2 separate regions of the Zea mays genome follow, and region 2 is linked to region 1. The links are chromatin contacts, called in public Hi-C maps. All regions are on one chromosome and are shown on one strand. Each heading gives the region's core, a stretch centred on a gene start, on an enhancer-like site or on the middle of the called end of the contact. The rest is flanking DNA. Distances are from core to core; before and after follow the strand shown. Region 1 holds the start of LOC100279094. Region 2 holds the start of LOC100383196.

What was found. A called contact is a pair of places that touch in the nucleus more often than the background predicts.
Region 2: a contact with region 1 is called in a Hi-C map of leaf, with 5 times the contacts expected there. The contact joins the promoter of LOC100383196 here to the promoter of LOC100279094 in region 1. A contact is called at or near these places in 3 of 25 Hi-C or Micro-C datasets (ear, leaf and tassel).

What each region holds. Positions count from the first base shown.
Region 1 is chr10:13,502,293-13,505,750 of Zm-B73-REFERENCE-NAM-5.0, reverse strand. It overlaps LOC100279094, which reads left to right and starts at 2,076. Exons shown (of 2, transcript NM_001152140.1): 1 at 2,076-2,693. The coding sequence starts at 2,354.
Region 2 is chr10:13,672,154-13,676,029 of Zm-B73-REFERENCE-NAM-5.0, reverse strand. LOC100383196 reads right to left here and starts at 2,031. Exons shown (of 14, transcript NM_001175858.1): 1 at 1,732-2,031; 2 at 1,455-1,603; 3 at 635-733; 4 at 502-555; 5 at 212-406; 6 at 30-114. The coding sequence starts at 1,762.

The DNA of each region.
Region 1 (3,458 bases), core at 827-3,326:
GCCAAAACCTCTCCGACAGCCACGACGGCATGTACTTAGGGCTCTAGCTCCTCTCTGCTAGACACGTTAGCACATTGCTACACCCCACATTGTACACCTGGGCCCTCTCCTTATGCCTATAAAAGGAAGGTCCAGGGCTCTCGTACGAGAAGGTTGGCCACGCGGGAGAACGAGCTGGCGGATAGTCTCTCTCTCTCTCTCCCTCGCGGACGCTTGTAACCCCCTACTGCAAGCGCACCCGACCTGGGCGCAGGACAACACGGAGGCTGTGGGATTCCCCTTTGCTGTTTCTCCCCCCTTTGTGCTCTGTCTCGCGCCGACCCATCTGGGCTGGGACACGCGGCGACAATTTACTCGTCGGTCCAGGGACCCCCCGGGGTCGAAACGCCAACAAGTTTATTTTAACTGATGACCACAGGGTTATTGGAGAGAAAGTACTTAAATTTCTTGAGCTCTTTTATGATTCTACAGTTGCATTGTCTGGTGTTTATTATCCTACATCTCCACTTATGCTTCATTTTCTTGTTAAGATTGCTATACATCTAATGACACTCGCATCAGAGGTGTGATTCAACCTATGATAGACAAATATAATAAATATTGGAGGAACATACCTTTACTTTACTCTTTTGCATTCATCTTGGACCCTAGAGCTAAAATGAAAGGTTTCAGTAGAGTGCTTAGAAAGTTGATGAACCTGACCAGTACAGATTATGTTGCTTATCATGTTACCACTAGAGCTAGGCTTAATGATGTTTATAATAAGTATGAAGAGAAATATGGATCTATTAGGTTGAACAGGGATGTCCCTCCTAACTTGTCTGGTAAGAAACAGTCTGCTTGGGATGAAATTTATGATGATGCTGATGATGTGGGTAGTTCTGTTGGTATGAATTCTTTTGCTTTTACTCTAACATTGCTAGAGATACCTCTGCAACTGCTCTGCTGCATGCTGCAAACTCTTCAGCTTCTAATAATTCTGAACTCATTTCTTACTTAGATTGTGACACTATAAACCAGTTAACTGATGATTTCAACATCTTGCACTGGTGGCATCAGCACAAACTCACTTATCCAGTACTATCAATTATAGCTAAAGATATTTTAACTGTTCCTGTGTCTACCCTCTCTTCAGAATCCACTTTTAGTTTAACTGGCAGTATCATCGACGAGCGGAGGAGGAGGTTGAAGTCTGATATGGTTGAGATGTTGACATGCATTAAAGATTTGGAGATGCTGAAGCAAGGATGCAACACATGGTGGATGACAAAGAGCTTGAAGAAACATTTGAAAATATTTATCTTGATTAGTCTCTTTGTGACCATTTGTGTAATGGGACTGTAATATTATGCACCTGGACTTTGTAATGGTGGATGACAATGAACTTTTTAATGAGTTGGGCTGTACTTTTTTTCCTGTCTAGGGTTTCTCACAAGGGTGAGTTTTACCCAGGTTTTTAACGAGGCAACCATTGCACTACAGCTCATAATAAAACTGTTTTCATAAACATAGCAGTTTGAAGTTTTATTTCCTATCTGTTTGATGCTAGAAAGTGTATTTTTAGGCATAGTGCTCGTACTGGCACTAGCACTAACATGCCGTTGTGCCTGGGCCGGTGTCCCAGCACGGAGGCACTAACAGGTACGACACAGATCTTTTGTCGTGTCTGCTCGTGCTAGTGCCAGTGCCGTGCCGTGTGGCTCGGTTGGCCATCTATAATGCCATTGAATTGCCGCGAGAATCGAGGACGAAAGAGAGTGAGTGAAGAGGAAGATGAATGTTCTTTACCTTGATGGTCGGGTGATATGGAAGGGCGAGGTTCGGCCAAGAAATGACAATATGAACAATAAAATCTTATGTTATCTTCAATGCCTGAATTTTCTTCCATATGAAGTTATATTCCTATTTACTGCTTTACTATTTGATCTATTTTGTCATACTTTTGGTTTGAAAATCAAAGTGAGACAAGATAAACCTTGATGGAAGTTAGCAAACCCTTGGCCCATGACGTCCCCTCCCTCCAATTCTCGCTCACCTTTTTTGTCAAAAGCCGTTACTTTAATGAGTAATTTTCTATGGTCCTGTGTGTTTGTTAGTGACGCTGCATTTTGCAAAAGGTGACACCTGCTCTTCTTCACCAACCCCAAATTCTTCTTCGTGTTCATCGTTCACCTCATCCTTCCCTTCCCTTCTCTCCCCGGCTCCACCAGCAGCCGCTCATCGAAACCTTCCCCCACTATCCACCAGCATCAAGCAGAGATTTCTTCCGCCTTCTCCAGAGCTCGCATGCTTCCGTTTCGTCCTCCGCGTTCGCTTCCCTAGAGCAGAGCAGGTAGGTAGTCAGTGGCCAGCAATGATCCGCGAGTTCCTGGCCGTGGCGGCACGCGCGGCGCTGGAGTGGGCGCTGGCGTCGCTGCTGCTCGCCAACGGCGCCGCGTTCTGCCTCATCGCCGCCGCCGCCGCGCGCCTCCGCCTCGGCCCGCCGTGCATCGTCTGCGCCCGCGTCCACCGTCTGCTCTGCTCCTCCTCCTCCTCTGCTGCTGCCAGCGCCACCGGCGTGGCACGCGACGCTCTCCGCCTCCTCCTCTGCGACGCCCACCTCGCCGCCGTCGCTCCGGATCGCTGCGACGGGGATGGTGGTGTCTCGGAGACGGATGCTGCGATGGCGGACGATGATCCGAACACGTTTTCAGGTGAGCACTCCTCGACTCGATTGATTCTCATCCATCCTCTCAACTCTCTTGCGATAAGTCGGCCGTATGTACGACTTACTCCTACATCTCGTTTACATTATTAGTACCCAACGATTGATTGTTACAGCTAACGAAGATAAGCTGATGCTGTTGCAATCAATCATGTAGTAAGTACTAAAACGAAAATTTTCTCGTATGGTTGGTGGATCGAAAACCTTGTGGCTGATGGTAGATGCATGCTCACTAGTTTTGGTTGGTGCAACCTAAAACTTTGCTGAAGCATCTGCTGGAACATTGTGCTGGTACAAAATGAACCTCATGCACAATGGCCAGTTGCCTGAGAGTGGTAACTGAAATGCATCTATGCCAAATTGGAATTCTGATGATCCTTGACAAGGGGTTTTCCAGTGTAATTGCAGAGAACCAAGTCCAGGTAATCTGGTATAGGCCACTTTAGGGCTTATTCGGTTAGCTCTCAATACATGTGGATTGAGTGGGATTGAATGAGTTTGAATCCCAAACAAATTAAACTTCTTCTTAACTTTTTCTAATCTCATCTAATTCATGTGTATTGGAAATAACCGAACAAGCCCTTAATGGTGGAAACGGTGGTTGCATAATGGTTCAGTGCTGTTGTTAAGATGAAAGGGAAATCTCAAACTTAAGTAGAACTGGGGTTGATTTAGGATCTGCCAAGCTTTTCTTTTTCTCCGGTCAGGGGCATCTAGAATGATCATGATCACAGGCTCAGGGCCAGTTGACCAT
Region 2 (3,876 bases), core at 782-3,281, 170 kb before region 1:
TTACTCTGGAAAAAATCAACAGGGATCACCTCGAAAGATGTGACGGAACCGCCACTCAACCCCATGCAGGTCCTTGGCCACCAATTCTTGATTTGGGGGATGTTGACTCATATCCTAATCAAGGAGAAACATCAAAGGCATCCATCATCAGGCCATCAACAGAAAGTGCTAAACCAACAACAACATGAGTCAAAGGTTCCGAGGGCCTAACCAGTGGTGGGAGGCACTCATCTGCATGCCGGCGCAACACTGAGAAACCACCATGTGTGCTTGTGTCTGAGGCAGTCAATGTCTTGCAGAAGGAATGGATGCGAAGCCCCTCACTTGTGGCTGGTGGCACATGAGGCACCACCTCCTCCTCTGCCTCCTCATTCTCCACTCTTGCAGATGTATTCTCATCTTGCTTCTATGAATCAAGCACAATCATAAGTAGATAGCACATTAGCACTGGTTAACATTCCAAGTCTGAGCATGCATGAAGCAAAACCAGAAGTTACCCACCTTATCAGGGAGCAGGGTGAGTTGGGCGTACACCTCATCAGTATCCGGCTCAGCCTAGCAAAGGAAACGAGGGTAAATCATATGCATTCAGAACATTGTACAGTGAACAGCAAAGAAGCCAAGTTGTTGTTACCTTCAGCTCCATGTTCATGAGCTTGCAGGGTATCTTCCATGGCAGGTTGTAGAGGGGCGTGCCCTGATGCTCGGCAAGATGGTTTGTCGATGCCTCCACCTGAGAGCACAGCAGAAACAAGCAGAATCTTAGAAAGAGGAATCATTGCATACCACCCCATGTCAGTAAAAAAATTGCGGAGCTTTGGATAACATTAAAAAACCATAAAGGCGCTGATCCCTAATACCATTCGAGGCAGAGGCACTAAAGAAAGACCAAGCCTCTAGGGTCAAATGAAATGAAATGAAAAAACTTCATCTGAGCTCACTGAAGTGACCAGCAAAAGTAACCGACGACCTGGCAAACCTAGAGAGAGAAAAAATAGCCCAAATCAGAAGACCCTCCTTCCGGATGGGATTCCGAGGCACCGAATCGCCCATGGCACACAAATGCCGAACCCTCCACATCAGAAGAAGCAAAACCCCAGCGCAGGCTGCAGCACTGCAGCGGACATGCGAACGAACCCCGCAAAAGCCGCCAGACAATTCCCGTCAGAGTCCACGATTCCGCGCAAAGGCGCGGGGGCTTCACAGGAACCAGAACCACGAACCCCAAGCTGCGGACGACGAGGATTTGGAATCCGGGACCCCGTCGCGCTCGGATTAGATAAACCCCGCCCAAACCCCGGAATCCGCTGCGACCACGCGAAATCCGGGCGAAGATTCCGACGCGTGCGCACACGCGTATCCGGTATCCCAAAACCCCTTCTAAACACGCGGGGATGCAGCGGCAACATCAACGGGAACAACAAAGCCACCCTCCGTTTCAGCTGCTGCCTCACCTGCTCGATGTGGCCCTGCGGGAAGTAGTAGACCTTCTCCCCGAGTAGCGGCACGCTGGACAGCGGCCCCGCGCAGGCCTTCCACAGCTCCACGAACAGCGCGTCCTTCCCTCCGCCTCCGCCTCCGCCTCCGCATCCCGCGTCGGCGCCTGCACGCCCAGGCCCAGCCACATGAGGCAAGCAAAACCTCGTCACAAACAAACCCAAAACCCCCTCGGAGGGGAGGAGGCTCAACTCAAGCGCCGCAACCAGCAGCGAGCGACACAGACGCACTCACCGCCGCCGGCCGCCGCTGCAGCCGCCACCATCGGATCTCACATGCACTTGCCCGGAATCCGTCGCGACCTCCCTGCGCCGCGCACCTGGCACCCGGGCGATTTTTGCGGGGAAGGAGATGGGAAGGGAGGCAGGCGAGGGGATTTATGTAGCAGGCCGTCAAAAGCGACGTCAGTTTCCTGTGTCGCTCGCTTCTCTGCCCCTCCCACAGCGTGACTGCTGCCTGCGTGTGTGTGTGAGCATGGCTGCGAGAGAGAGAGAGAGAGCGGAGAGGGAGTGTGTCAGTTTCGGCCGCCTCGCGTTGCCCACCACGAGGCAGCGGTGAGCTCACCACCCATCTCGTTCCGGGCCCGGGAGCGTGGGTGGGCCTGTCTCTCCCCCGCGGGCAAGGGCCAAGGGGCGGGGTGAGAATATATTTTTACGATGGGTGCCTGCGTGCTTTTGGCAGCAGCGAGCGATGGCCGCCGCTCTAGTCTCCGCGCGTTGGTCCGGCGGTCAGAGGAGAGGAGGTGGGTTCGCAGTGGTGGTGAGCCCGAGGGAGACGTGGTTTGGAACCACTGCACGCTGTCAGCCGGCCATTGGTGCCAGCGACTGCCGAGGGCTGAGGATTCCATGCTAGTCCGACGGGGAGCTCTGTGCTGTGCTGCTTTGTAGTACTACATAGACTTGGTTTTGATCGGCTTGTTTCGGCATCGCTACTGTTGTTTTCTGGTGTGGGCTTTGTTGTACTAATAACCGCGTACTTTTGTGCGGGCTCGATATCGGACCAGTTTAACTCGGCTCGTTTAAGTTTGAGCTGTGAGCTAAGGAGCTGGTTCGGCTCAGCTTATTAAACTAACGAGTCTATATTAGTCTAGCTCTTATAAACTCGAGCTGACTCGTTTAGCTCGCGAGTCAGAGTAAAAAAAATAATATATATATATATATATATATATATATATATATATATATATATATATATATATAATCAATTTTTAGTTATTTTTAAACTAATTTAATAATAGAAAATAGTAATTATACTCATTGTTTCATAAACCACATCAATGTAACACTAAATTAATATAACACATCACTAATCAATTCACGATTCACATACATGTTCATCAAGTTAACCCACAGTTATATTCACATATATTAATTTAACAAATAGAAATAGTCCATCAATCATTAGTTTAACGCATAGGCCATAGACACCACACATACATATTCATCAATTATTACATAAATAATATGTATATAGTTTTGTTTTGCTCAAATGTGGTATTTCGTTTAGCTCGCAAGCTAGCTTGTTAATAAACCGAGTTGGGTTACTAATGGATCGAGCTAGGATGTCAGCTTAGCTCATGAAAAAATTCAAACGAGTCGATCCGAGTTGAGCCGAGTTTGCCACGAACCGAACGAGCCACGAGCATTTCATTCAGCCCTATAAACAAGGATATCGCTTATGGGAGGATGAGCTTTTGGATTTTCATTTGTATTGTTAGTGTATGACTCCAAAGTTGTGTGTTGTCAAATGCTATACACAAGTGACATTTATTTAGTGCTAATTATAATCGGCAACATACGTGCTTTCGCTTATTTAGGTGGCTTATTTAGGCGCGACTTATTCATCATATAAGAACTAGTTTGGTAACTCTATTTTTACAAGACATTCTCATTTTTTTCAATGGAAAATGAATTGATTCTCCTTAGAAATGAAAATCCTTTAGGTCTCGTTTGTTTCCTTTCATTTTGAGGAATTGGAATCTAACTAATGGTGTAGGCTATTTTTTTAGAATATGACATTTCACTATTTTCTAAAGTTTTTATATAAGTCTATCTCAAATTCATGGGGTAACAGATGGAAATTGATTCTGTATATTTATATGCTATTTTTCTGATGTACAACTTGTATCACACTCTTCTACTTTCTTCATTATAGCATAAATGTAGTATATAACTATCTCTCATATGATTTAAAATAATATACAAATATACATATATAAATATATGAACTTAATTAGTTTTTTTCTAAATTATAATTATTAAAATAGAATTTAATTCCAATGAAATAAACGAGGTCTTAGAAAAATGGGGTTGTTAAAATTGTCCTAAGTGTTTTAAAATTGTCGAGCACAGGTCAAACGGGTGGAACGGAGGCGACGGT